3 separate regions of the Sus scrofa genome follow, and regions 1 and 2 are each linked to region 3. The links are chromatin contacts, called in public HiChIP or PLAC-seq and promoter capture Hi-C maps. All regions are on one chromosome and are shown on one strand. Each heading gives the region's core, a stretch centred on a gene start, on an enhancer-like site or on the middle of the called end of the contact. The rest is flanking DNA. Distances are from core to core; before and after follow the strand shown. Region 1 holds the start of PLEKHF1 (pleckstrin homology domain-containing family F member 1). Region 2 holds the start of POP4 (ribonuclease P protein subunit p29). Region 3 holds the start of URI1 (unconventional prefoldin RPB5 interactor 1).

The links. Promoter capture Hi-C pulls out the DNA fragments that hold promoters and counts their contacts. HiChIP or PLAC-seq counts read pairs in DNA pulled down with a chosen protein or histone mark.
Region 1: an H3K27ac HiChIP or PLAC-seq map of alveolar macrophages shows a contact between it and region 3. The contact joins the promoter of PLEKHF1 here to the promoter of URI1 in region 3. A contact is called at or near these places in 1 of 5 promoter capture datasets (liver) and 1 of 2 datasets of contacts at active chromatin or transcription factors (alveolar macrophages).
Region 2: a contact with region 3 is called in a promoter capture Hi-C map of liver, with 4 times the contacts expected there. The contact joins the promoter of POP4 here to the promoter of URI1 in region 3. A contact is called at or near these places in 1 of 5 promoter capture datasets (liver), 2 of 47 Hi-C or Micro-C datasets (embryonic fibroblasts and heart right ventricle) and 1 of 2 datasets of contacts at active chromatin or transcription factors (alveolar macrophages).

What each region holds. Positions count from the first base shown.
Region 1 is chr6:39,783,753-39,787,711 of Sscrofa11.1, forward strand. PLEKHF1 (pleckstrin homology domain-containing family F member 1) reads left to right here and starts at 2,449. Exons shown (of 2, transcript XM_005653260.3): 1 at 2,449-2,725.
Region 2 is chr6:39,732,505-39,736,269 of Sscrofa11.1, forward strand. POP4 (ribonuclease P protein subunit p29) reads left to right here and starts at 2,019. Exons shown (of 7, transcript XM_003127004.4): 1 at 2,019-2,266. The coding sequence starts at 2,260.
Region 3 is chr6:40,041,566-40,045,167 of Sscrofa11.1, forward strand. URI1 (unconventional prefoldin RPB5 interactor 1) reads left to right here and starts at 1,755. Exons shown (of 11, transcript XM_003355831.4): 1 at 1,755-2,207. The coding sequence starts at 2,103.

The DNA of each region.
Region 1 (3,959 bases), core at 1,199-3,698, 260 kb before region 3:
AAGGGCTTCTTAGCCGAAGAGCAGAAAAAGCCTCAGGGAGACCTCATTTTTTCCACAGCTTGTGGCTTGGCTGACTCAACTTCTGCCTTTCCCTGAGTCACGAGTTTTTCCTCCTATTTGGAGGAGCTGGGCCCTCCACCCAGGACTTCTCAGCCCACGGCTGGTCCCTGGTGGGAAGGGGTGGACCATTAGAAGATCGGAGCTTGTGCTGCCTCCAAGGGGTTTCCCAGAGCCGCACCCAGCTCCACAGAATGTCAGCCCTGGAAGTAAGGACCGATCAGGGGACCGAGGTCCCAGTGGGCCCTGGACCAGCAGCGTGGTAAGGATAGCTGGGACCTCCTAACCCCAGGACCAACAGGGGTGATCTTCTCTCTGGTTTTCCGGAATCACAAACATGCCTCCCTTTCCTGGACACCTGCTCTGTGCCCGAGGGCCTAATCACAGGGCTTCCCAGAGCCACCTCAGCCCAGGCAGGGCCTGCCTTCCTGGAGGACGCCCTCTCTTGCTGGGGAAGTGAGGGATCTGGCCCTGAGGCCGTCATGGAACATGGCCTTAAAGGCAAAGCTCCAAGCTCCCTCCATCCCTATCCCCCCACCCCCAGCGACAAGCATGTGTGTACTTGGGATGGCATTTCCCTGTGTCTCTCTCTACGCATCTCCCTGGTTATAACGCAGCCTCTGGGATCTTGGGGCCTGGTCTCTCTCTCTCTTCTGTCTGGTGGAGAGGGAGGCCTGGCTATGCCAGCAGAACTCTTAAACTCAAATGTTTATTCCATGGGAGAAAATCTTTGTAGTCAATTGACTTATTACAGAGCTACTAAAACCAAAAAAGAAAAAAAAGAAAAAAGAAAAATAGAAACACTAAGGGCATTACATTTGAATTAATTTTCATAATAAAAGCAATGATTAAAAGACATGTCATTTTATCAGAGTACTTTAAAACTAGCATTCTCTTAATTTATAACATTGTCTTCAGAGGTTTATCTTTTCCTTCCATTCTCTGGTTATCAGAAGTATAGTTTGACTATAATCAATTTAATTAGGAGAATGAGAGTTTTAATTAAGTGTTGATTCATTACCAAATTATTTGTCATTTACAATGTATTTTATTTACTGTATATGATTTAACCTATCTGATAACAAATAGATGTACAGAAACATATACATACAATATATAATTGTTGTTCTGTGTTCAGCTAAATATCTTACTGCAAACCCAGTGGTCATGTAGCTATTACCTAAGTCAAGAAAACAAACATTATAGCATCCTCAATCCCTCTCCTGCTTGCTTCGAAGAACCCTTCTTTCTCCTTTTCATAAGGCAACTACTATCCTAGTGTTTATGATAATAAATTCCTGTTCTTCTTTGTATATAATTTTATCACCTAAGCTGACACTGTCTCTTTCTGAATTTATATAAATAGAATTTACAGGAGTCCCCTTTACGGCTCAGTGGTTAAGGAACCTGACCAGGATCCATGAGGATGTGGGTTCGATCCCTGGCCTTGCTCAGTGGGTTAAGGATCCTACGTTGCTGTGGCTGTGGTGCAGGCCGGTGACTGCAGCTCCGATTCGACCCCTAGCCTGGGAAGTTCCATATGTCAAGGGTGTGACCCTAAAAAAATAAACAAAAAAACAACAACAAAGAATTGACATTAATTTTGTTGAACATTAAAAACATTAAATTAAAAATATAACTTTCTCAAAAAAATGTGTATTCAACTGCAGGTACGTAAGTGGGTAAAGTGGGGATGAGAGTGGTGGGGACTGTGGTGAGTGGGGGAACACAGGCCCTATCTAAAGGGGACAGCTCCATGCAGAGATGGGGGACTGGAACCTTCAAATCCTCTGGTTTAAGAGAAGCTGAAAATCCTGATATTTGTGTATAATCCTTAAAGACGAAGTCTTGGCAATGCACAGTATAAATGTTTAAATACTTTTGTGGGGCCGTGGCTTCTGCTGGGTGAGGGTAACCACGGCTGGGAAGGCAGTGGAGGTGGACTCTCTGAGGCCACAGCTGGCTGCCTATCGCTTCCACCCCTCCTCCTCCTCTAGGCCTCTCCTGGTTCTTTCCTCTCTTGCCTCATCCCCTTCCCTTGTGGGAACGTGCCCATTCCACTGGGCTGGGAAAGGCAGATCCCAGCGCAGGACCCCACCTCACAGTCCCTGTCCACACCACCCAGGAGAGCCAGCCCCCATTGCTCAGCTCAGACCCCCAGCACCGCCCCCTGGCCCTGGGCAGAGCAGGAGGTCCAGTGAGCCAGGCACGCAGAACCGGGTCAGCTCTTCCTCCAGCTGCTGTCTCTCACTTTGGTCCTCGCCCAGCAGGCACTGCCCTGGCCTGAGCCAGCCCCTCTGGGCAGACAATGCCCAGGTCTGCCCTATTTGGTAAGACAAACCCATCTGGGTGACAGACCATTGACTAAGAGCAGAACTCAGTTCTCGGCACTGGAGAGAAAGGAACGAACGAGAGAAGCAGTCCAGCCCGCGCGGGCTCACAGCCGAGGTGGGGGGGATAGCCACGGACATGTAAACAAGTGACTTCATCAGATGATCTCAGGTTTAGAGAAGAGCTTTCCAAAATAATAAAACGGGGTGAGGTAGGAGAGGGTGACGGGGTGGGTCAGGGAAGCCTCAGAGGAGGTGACAGTTTGAGTTGACCTTAAATGCCAACAATGCAGCCTGGGGAAGATCTGGAGACGAAAAGGAAGTGCAAAGGCACAAAGGTGAGAACAACCTTGGGGGTTTGAAGAACAGGAAGAAGCTAGTGTGAAATGAAGTGTTGAGGGGGATGGGGGGGGGGATATTACCCGCTGGTGACCGGAATGTTGCCGTTCGGGAATGGGTAGGTGAGTCCATTGAATTCGCATCTTCAGGATATGTTTGAAAGTATCCACTATACAATTTTTTAAGCTATAGAACAGAGAAGGCTGCTCATTTTTAATATTATGATTATCAGTCTCTCAGCTGCCGAGAGAGGACTGTGTCAGCTAGCAGCAGGGAGGTTCGCCAGGGGCAGCAGAAGGCACAGTAATAACACACCGCCTCCCGCCCCATTCTCCTGGCCCGCAGGCAGGCCCCGGTCGGGCGAGGACGCAGTCTCCCTCGGGGCGAGAACAGCCAGCCAGCGGAGTGTGGCGGCGGAAAGGGAAACTGGGGGGGCGGGGGCCTGAAAGTAGGGACTCAGCTCCCGGAGCGAACGAGGAGAACTCCCAGCGCAGGCCCGGGGCAAGCGCGCACCGCAAACCCACTCAAACTCCTGCCGTTCCGCCCGCGTACATTTCTCGGGAACTTGAGTTCCAAGAGTGGGCGCCCAGGCCCCGCCCCCGCTGCGAGCCAGGGCTCGGATTGGCGGAGCCGTATCGAGGGGCGTGTCGGGGAGAGTTGGAACGCGGCGGCTTGGGCGGCGGAGTTTGGCCCCCGCCGACCAGCGGAACGCGGTGGCTGAGTGTGGTCTGGCCGGCCGGCTGCAGGCGGGGCGCGGGGCGCACGGGGCCCCGGCCGAGGAGGTAAGGGTCTCCGGCTGCGCTGTGTCGCGCGGAGCTGGAGGGCTGCCCTCCGGCGGATTTCAAGCTCCCCCGGCCGCCTCGTCGGGGCGGCCCCTGGGCCCGGGCGGGGCGGACGCGCAGTCAGGGCCATCTCGGTCGGACTCTCGCCCTGAAGTAGAGGCGCCTAGCTGGTGGGGCTGGAGGCGAGGTGGGAACTGCTGGGGCTCCAGGGAGAGCGGGGTGAATACGGGTAACGGGCCTCGGGAGTCGAGGCAGGGTCATCTCAGGATGCGCAACATCAGTGCGGAAAACGTCTAGAGGGGCCCGTGGGCCTTGAGCCCTGGGGCTGCAGGGATCTCCGCTCTCACGGTCCGGAGACAGTTCGAGGATTCCTGACTCACGCCGTCGTCGGGGCCTCACCCCCTGGTCCCAGTCTGCGGAGTGAGAAGTGGGCTGGGACAACTGCCCCAGA
Region 2 (3,765 bases), core at 769-3,268, 310 kb before region 3:
CTTCTCCCTTACCTCCATAATCACAAAGGTCCTGTTCAAAAGGGTTCCCTCGAGTAAGCACTGAAATTGGCTCTTGCTGTCTTGTGCTGCTATATTTTTTCTTTCTTTCTTTTTTTTTTTTTTTTTGTCTTTTCGCCTTTTCTAGGGCCACTCCGGCGGCACATGGAGGTTCCTAGGGGTCGAATCGGAGCTGTAGCTGCCAGCTTACGCCAGAGCCATAGCAACGCCAGATCCGAGCCACGTCTGCGACCTACACCACAGCTCACGGCAATGCCGGATCCTTAACCTGCTGAGCAAGGGCAGGGATCGAACCCACAACCTCATGGTTCCTAGTCGGATTAGTTAACCACTGCGCCACAATGGGAACTCCTTGTGCTGCTATTTTAAAATACCCATTCAGGAGTTCCCTTCATGGCTCAGCGGAAACAAATCTGACCTCCATGAGATGCAGGTTCAATCCCTGGCCTCGCTCAGTGGGTTAAGGATACGGTGTTGCCGTGAGCTGTGGTGTAGGTCACAGATGCGGTTCAGATCTGACATTGCTGTAGCTGTGGTGTAGGCCAGTGGCTACAGCTCCGATTCGACCCCTAGCCTCGGAACCTCCATATGCTGCGGGTGCGTCTCTAAAAAAACAAAAAGAATAAAAAATAAATTAAAAAAATAAAATATACATTTGGTAGTTTACATAGTATGGAACCCCAAGAGCAATTTCTCAAATTTAATCCCGTGGGCTCCTAAGTATTCTCAGACATCTGAAAATATGACATATTTTAGTTTTAATGCTCTGTTTCCATTTTGATAGTAATATACATAGAAGGTAAATGCTCAGTTCCAGGGCCTGTAGTCTTATGTTTAAGATCAAAATGACACAAGGTCACCACCCAAAGAAACTTAAATATTTCTCAAACTCAGGTGTGTGGACATACTCCCAGGATTCCCTGGGAAATTTTTTTTTTTTTCCTTTAAAAGGAGTTTATACTGTACTGAAAGTTGAGAACCACTGGCTTAGAATACATGGACCATATTGCTTTTATTTTTCATTATTTTTTTTCTTTTTGGCCATGCCAGTGGAATGCGTGGAATTTCCTGGGCCAGGGATCAAACTAGTGCCACAGCAGTATCCAGAGCCACAGCAGTGACAGTGGCCAAATCCTTAACCCACTGAGCCACCACAGAACCTCTCTGTATTGCTTTTCTCTCCAGAGCAGGGCCCTACCCAGGCCCAGCTCTCAGCAAAACTTAAGGTAGCTTCTAAGAGGCCTCCACCCAGGCCTTCTTGACACACTTCTTGAACCCAACCCCGGGGCAATGGGAATCAACTCCTTGCCTTCTAACTTTTTTTGTTCAACCTAAGGCCGGACCCGCGGCATAAGGAAGTTGTTCCAGGGCAAGGATTGAATCCCAGGCGCTCAGACCTGAGCCGTAGCCGTAGCAACAAAGGATCCTTTAACCCACTGCCCGGGGTGCCCGGGGGAATCTAACCGCTGGTCACTCTAGTCGGATTCTTAACCCATTGTCCAACGGCAGGAACTCCTCCTTGCCTTTCATCTTATTGACGGAAACTAATATGCCGAGCCTCTAGAAAACTCTGAGACCATCAAGTCCAACCCCACTAAGCAGAACGGGGAAAAGTGAGGCCCAGAGATGGGAAGTGCCTTAAGCGAGGTTGCACACCTAGCTAACAGCAGACAGAATAAGAACCTAAGCCTTCTATCCTTCAGTGCCTCAGATGGTCTGTAGAGAGCACTCACCAGGGACCGCAGAGACTCATTTCCTCCATCACCACCCCCCGCCCCGCCCCAACCCGTTTCCACCCACCCCGGGGGCCCAACCTCCCTCGAGTCCTCTCCAAGTCGACCCGCCTCTCTCTACTCCAGGCTTTCATAAGCATGTCACACCCCAACTCCAACCCTACTGCCTCTGGCCTTCCCTCGCCTAGAAAACACACGAACTGAAAAGAGCCCCACGGCGCTTTGTGCGGCGGAGTCCGCCCCAAGGCGCATGCGCCAACCTAGGTCGGCGCGCGTCGGTGACGTCACAGGGGCGCCAACCTCGAGTTTGGGGCAGCGACTCCAGCTAAAAGTAGGAGCGTGTTGGTATCAATGTAGCATACCGCGCGACTTCAGACACAGGAAACCTCTCCGCCACAAACTTTGGCGAGAGGCTTGGTAGTCGAGGCTGCTGAAGAAAGTAGAGGGAGGTAAAGAGGGAGCGACGCTGAAGGAGACGTCAGAAAAGCGCACCGGAAGCGGTCCGAGAATGAAGAGTAAGCCAGGTTGAGGGCCACGACTTTGGAGAGGGGTGGAGTGAGGTGTAAAGAGTCGGAGACTAGATGTGGGTGCTGGTGGAACTGTTGTGGGAATTATCCCTCCTTAACATAAATAAAACTAAGGCACGGGAGTCCCAGTGTGCCTGGCTCAGTCTCTGAGCTAGGGATTGATGGCAGAGCTGGAAGCAGGTTAATCTCGGGGGCGCTGCCAGTCGTGTGTGGTGCTAGAGGAGGGCCCAAGGCCCTGGCCGAACTTGGCCAGTACCTCCCTGGGTGGCCTGGTCAAGGCCCTGCTCCTCTCTGCAACCCTGTTTACCTTTGTGTAAGGTACTGATGAAGGTGCCTGCCCAGCCTGATGTTATGTGAGGGACTCTTCCCTAGTGTAAAGCTCAGGGAGCGTGCTGGGGAACGATATCACTAAACCAAAGCTTTGGGAGTTGAGCAGAGAAGAGGTGTGCCAAGGAGAGGAGCAAGCACCCAGGACAGTTATAGGCAGGGGAGTGACACCTTTAAAACTGGATTTTGAGGGCCACCTCTCTCACTTCCTATGTATGTGATCCAGTGTCTCAGCGTATCTGAACTTCAGTTTTCTTAGTATAGAATAGGAATAATAGCTCCTTTAAAGGATTGTTCAGAAAGTGTAATGAGATAAAATGTATGTAGCTTTAAATCAGGGGCATGGCAAGTAATGAGGGGTCACTAACTGTTAGATATCTATTGTTACAGAAAGGAAAAAAAAAAAAAAGACTTCCACGTCTAATGCTAGGAACCTATGACAAGCACAAAGTCATTCCGGGGGTTCCAGGCCCTGCAGATAGGTTTTAATCCCTATCTTCCATTGGAGGGAGAACCAGACTGTGTATATAAAACTTGTAACCCCTTTGGCTTGCTTGGTCCAATGTACCTGAGAAGCACAAAGAGAGCTGGGGCAGAATTTACAGAGTCTAGTATGAACCAGACTTTCTAATCTTTTGGCCCTTAAACCAGGTCTTTGTCTCATTTTTATTCCGTTCACACCCATATTCTGTCCTCAGTGTGTGGTTTTCTTCTTCAGACAAATTAAGAACCAGGAGGGAGTTCCCACCTTGGCTCAGTGGTTAACGAATCTGACTAGGAACCATGAGGTTTCAGGTTCCATCCCTGGCTTTGCTCAGTGGGTTAAGGATCCAGCGTTGCCATGAGCTGTGGTGTAGGTTGCAGACGCGGCTCGGATCCTGCATTGCTGTGGCTGTGGTGTAGGCCAGTGGCTGCAGCTCCGATTCGATCCCTAGCCTGGGAACCTCCATATGCCACGGAAGCAGCCCCAAAAATGGCAAAAAGACAAAAAAAAAAAAAATAAATAAGAAACAGGAGCGTAAGAGTTTTTAAAGATTGAAACCACACTGAGCAATATATATTTTGAGCTTGAAGATCTGTATTTTATCAGGTTAGGACACCATCAGTTGTATGATGCATCTCAATTTCATAGATATTAAAATGTGACAAGTCTTTTTTAA
Region 3 (3,602 bases), core at 505-3,004:
AAAGAAAGAAAGAAAGAAAGAAGGAAGGAAGGAAGGAAGGAAGGAAGGAAGGAAGGAAGGAAGGAAGGAAGGAAAGGAAGGCAGGCAGGCAGGCAAGCAAGCCTGATGCAAACTGCCTTGATCAGTCAGGAAATTTACTGGCCCTTTAAAATGAAGTCTAGAAGTAATGGAGGCTTCAGAGTTGGCCGATTTATCCCCGAATCAAATGCCATGACATAGCCAAGGACTCAGGTTCTGTCTCTTGGCTCTGCTGGTCACAGATTCAACTTGATTCTGAGTCTAGGATGTGTCTAGGTGTTCTTCCTCAACCTAAAAAACCCAGGGCCATATACTTTGTACTTCTGAGCTAAGGGGAGGATAGATTTTTGATGGGTGCACTTGAAAAGAACGAGGAAGTAATTTCTCAGAAGCCTCCAGCAAACCTCTATCTGTAGAGTGTCACATGCCCATTCCTAAACTAATCACTTACAAGGAAGATGCATTATTCTTTGATTGGAGCTGGGAGTAGATAAGCTTCCCACAGGCACAGGGGCTATGTGGGCCAGGGCTGTACATCTGATTGAGGGGAGTCAGGGTGGGCAGTTGCCAGTGTCCATTACGGGGGGCAAAAGTGAGAGCAGGGAGACCAGAGAAGGAGCTACTGAAGTAGTTCAGGACAGGGAGATGATGGTGGTATAAAGTAGTCAGAGTCTGTCTGTTTTAGACATACTGATCTTGGTTATGCAGTGAGGAAAAGAGAGCAGTTAACATCTACCATTTGCCAGGTTTTTCTTGCTTCTTTGAAGCAAATGGAAAAAGGGTGCTGGCCACAAGGGAAGAGAAATCCAGCAAGCAGCTAGATGAGGGTGTGACCTGCAGACACCTCCCAGCTCATTCCCAACTGCACAATGCTGAAGGAACAGAACCCAACCCTACTGTTAGGGATTGGAGCAGGGATGCTTGTTAGTGAAAGGCCAGTTCCATTCAGTAAGCATTAATTGGGTGCCTACTGTGTACAGAGGATGAGTGAGAAAGAGGTTACAGGAGTTTTGAAATAAAAGAAAAAGTATGGGCAAAGTTTTTTATTTTTGTCTTTTGAGGGCGACACCCTTGGTACATGGAAGCTCCCAGGCTAGGGGCCGAATCTGCCGGCCTACACCAATGCCAGATCCTAGCCTCATCTGTGACCTACACCACAGTTATGGCAACACAGGAGCCCTAACCCACTGAGTGAGGCCAGGGGATGGAACTTTCCTTCTCATGGCTATGAGTCGGGTTCGTTAAGCTGAGCCAGTGACGGGGACTACCCTGGGCAAAGTTATTCTCGAAAAGCCTCTTAAACAGACCACACATGGCAATATATTAATTTAAGCACAATAGCTTTATATGAGGAAAACTTATATGTGCAGTAATTAACATACATGCAAAATTTAATTGCTTATTTTAATTCATTAGACGGGCACAAGAAAGGGTTGAATTTGCCAAAAATTAAATGTGCTTATGAAGCAGTATTAGTGCATCAATTAAGCTCTTACCGCCAGATGCAGCGCTAAACACCTGGGGGGATGAAGGGGGTGCACAAGGCCAAGACAGGGCTCACCTCCTTGAACTGAGCATCCGTCTTCGCTAGAATGAAGGCTTCCAGAGGGCTACAAGCAGAATAATCTTTAGTTAAGCCAGCCGCCTCGCTCCGCTCCTACACCACGTGATTCACCTGGGGCGGGACGAGGGGAGGAGGAAGCGCGCATCCTGCGTGCCGCGCGGGGCGGGGCGAGGGGCGGGGCCTGCGGAGGAGGCGGGGAGGAGGCGCGGCAGCCACAGGACGCCTGGCTCGGCCCAGGCGCACCGGATCGGCGCTTCTCCCCTTCAACGGCCGGCCTGCTGCTCCGAGCCCGCGGTGGCGGCGGTGGCGGGCGGCATGCGCGTGTGAGATGCGGCCGCGGGCAGCCCGGACGGGAGCAGCGGCCGCCGCGGTAGCGGAGAAGGCGGGCGCGGCCTCCTCAGCGCGGGGTGCGCAGTGCATGAGGGCGAGCACGCGGGCGCTGGGCAGCCGCCGGCCACGCCGCCTCCATAAACACTTGTTTAGGACTCGTTCGCCCCGCTGAGGCCCCGGCGCCTCCGCCATGGAGGCCTCGCCCGACCCCGAGCCCCACATCTCGGCCTCGGCCTCGGCCGCGGCGCCGCTGCGCGCCCCGGAGGTGGCGCGACTCCGCGAGGAGCAAGAAAAGGTAACAGGCCTCGCTTCTGGCCCCGCGCTTCCGCCAGTGGTCTCGGGAGGCGCCCGCGCCCCGGCACATCCTCAGCGCCCTGCGCCCCTTCCCCGGGGCTGGGAGCTGCTCCCTGCAGGTCCCGGCAGACCCCCTCCTTACTTCAGTGGGTCTCAGCCCTTTGGTCTGGGCCCAGCTCACTCCGGACCCCGAACGGGCGAGGCGCGCAGCCTCTAGGCCTGGAGAGCGCGTAGGGAGAAACTTTTATCACGTGCTTTTGTTGTCTTTTGTCTGGCGCCCTTTGACCTTCGAGGGGAGGGGAGGATGGGGAAGAGGGATGCTGCGTTAATCTGTTTAATTTGTGTACGAACGGGAGTTTTTAATCTTAATGCATATAACAGTATGTGGGAATTTTCTTGGTTAAGGGCACGCTGTGAATCGAAGTGTCATCTTATTTTTTTAGCTTGTTATCTCATGGTTGCTAAGATGTATATACTGTTTGTTGCTCTTTGTCTGATTGCACCTAGAAGTTTTATAAAGTTTGTAGTGATACACTTTATATGCAGTTCCAGCTTTGGTTTAGTATTTGTCAAAATAGAATGCTCTTTTATTAATTTATAACTTCAATTATATAAGTGAGTTTTAATACCAGTAAAGGGGGAAGAACGTTTTGTATTTCCTAATGGGATTGTATATGAACAAGTATACACATTTAAGAAATACAGTATTACTGCTTAATTTGAGATTCCCCCCGCCTTGGATTCTGTATCGTTTCAAGTTTCTCACTGTCTCCTGAAATTGAAATTCTTGCTTTGAAAGGCAACGTTTAATTTACTTAAAATGTCTTATGCCATATTGAGAGTATCCTGGATATAAAGGTTAGGATTTGTTTGAAAATTATAAACACTGGGAATCCCTAGCTTTTTCTCTTGAGTATTTCTGTATAAAAATGGCTACTTACATAGGTGTACAATATAAGCAGGTCAGCTAGATGAGGGGCTTTGTCATAGAACCTCAAAAATCCTGGTTTGCATGGAAACCACCTGTTGGGATAAATTGTGGGAACCTTTCCGACTTTGCTCTGGTTGTTCTGAATTATTTTGTGCGTTGGATTTCCCTTTCTGAGAGCCTTAAGAGTTGGGTTTTAGACTTGGCTTTTTTCAAATGAGAGGTTTAAAAATTCAAGTTGAGGGTGTTTAAATTGTACGGCAATATTTTTTTTTTTCTTTTTTGAAGTGAAGAATAAAGAAAGATGAAAAGACAGCCCTTCCTGAAACCAATTTGTTCATTTTTGGCAAAAACTGTGTTGTTCTTTTAGAAATGTGAAACAGACCCTCAGAAGATGGTGTTTCTATTGCCTTTTTTTTTTTTTTTTTTGTACAGGAATTAACTCTCTCTTCCCTCATAGTATGTTTG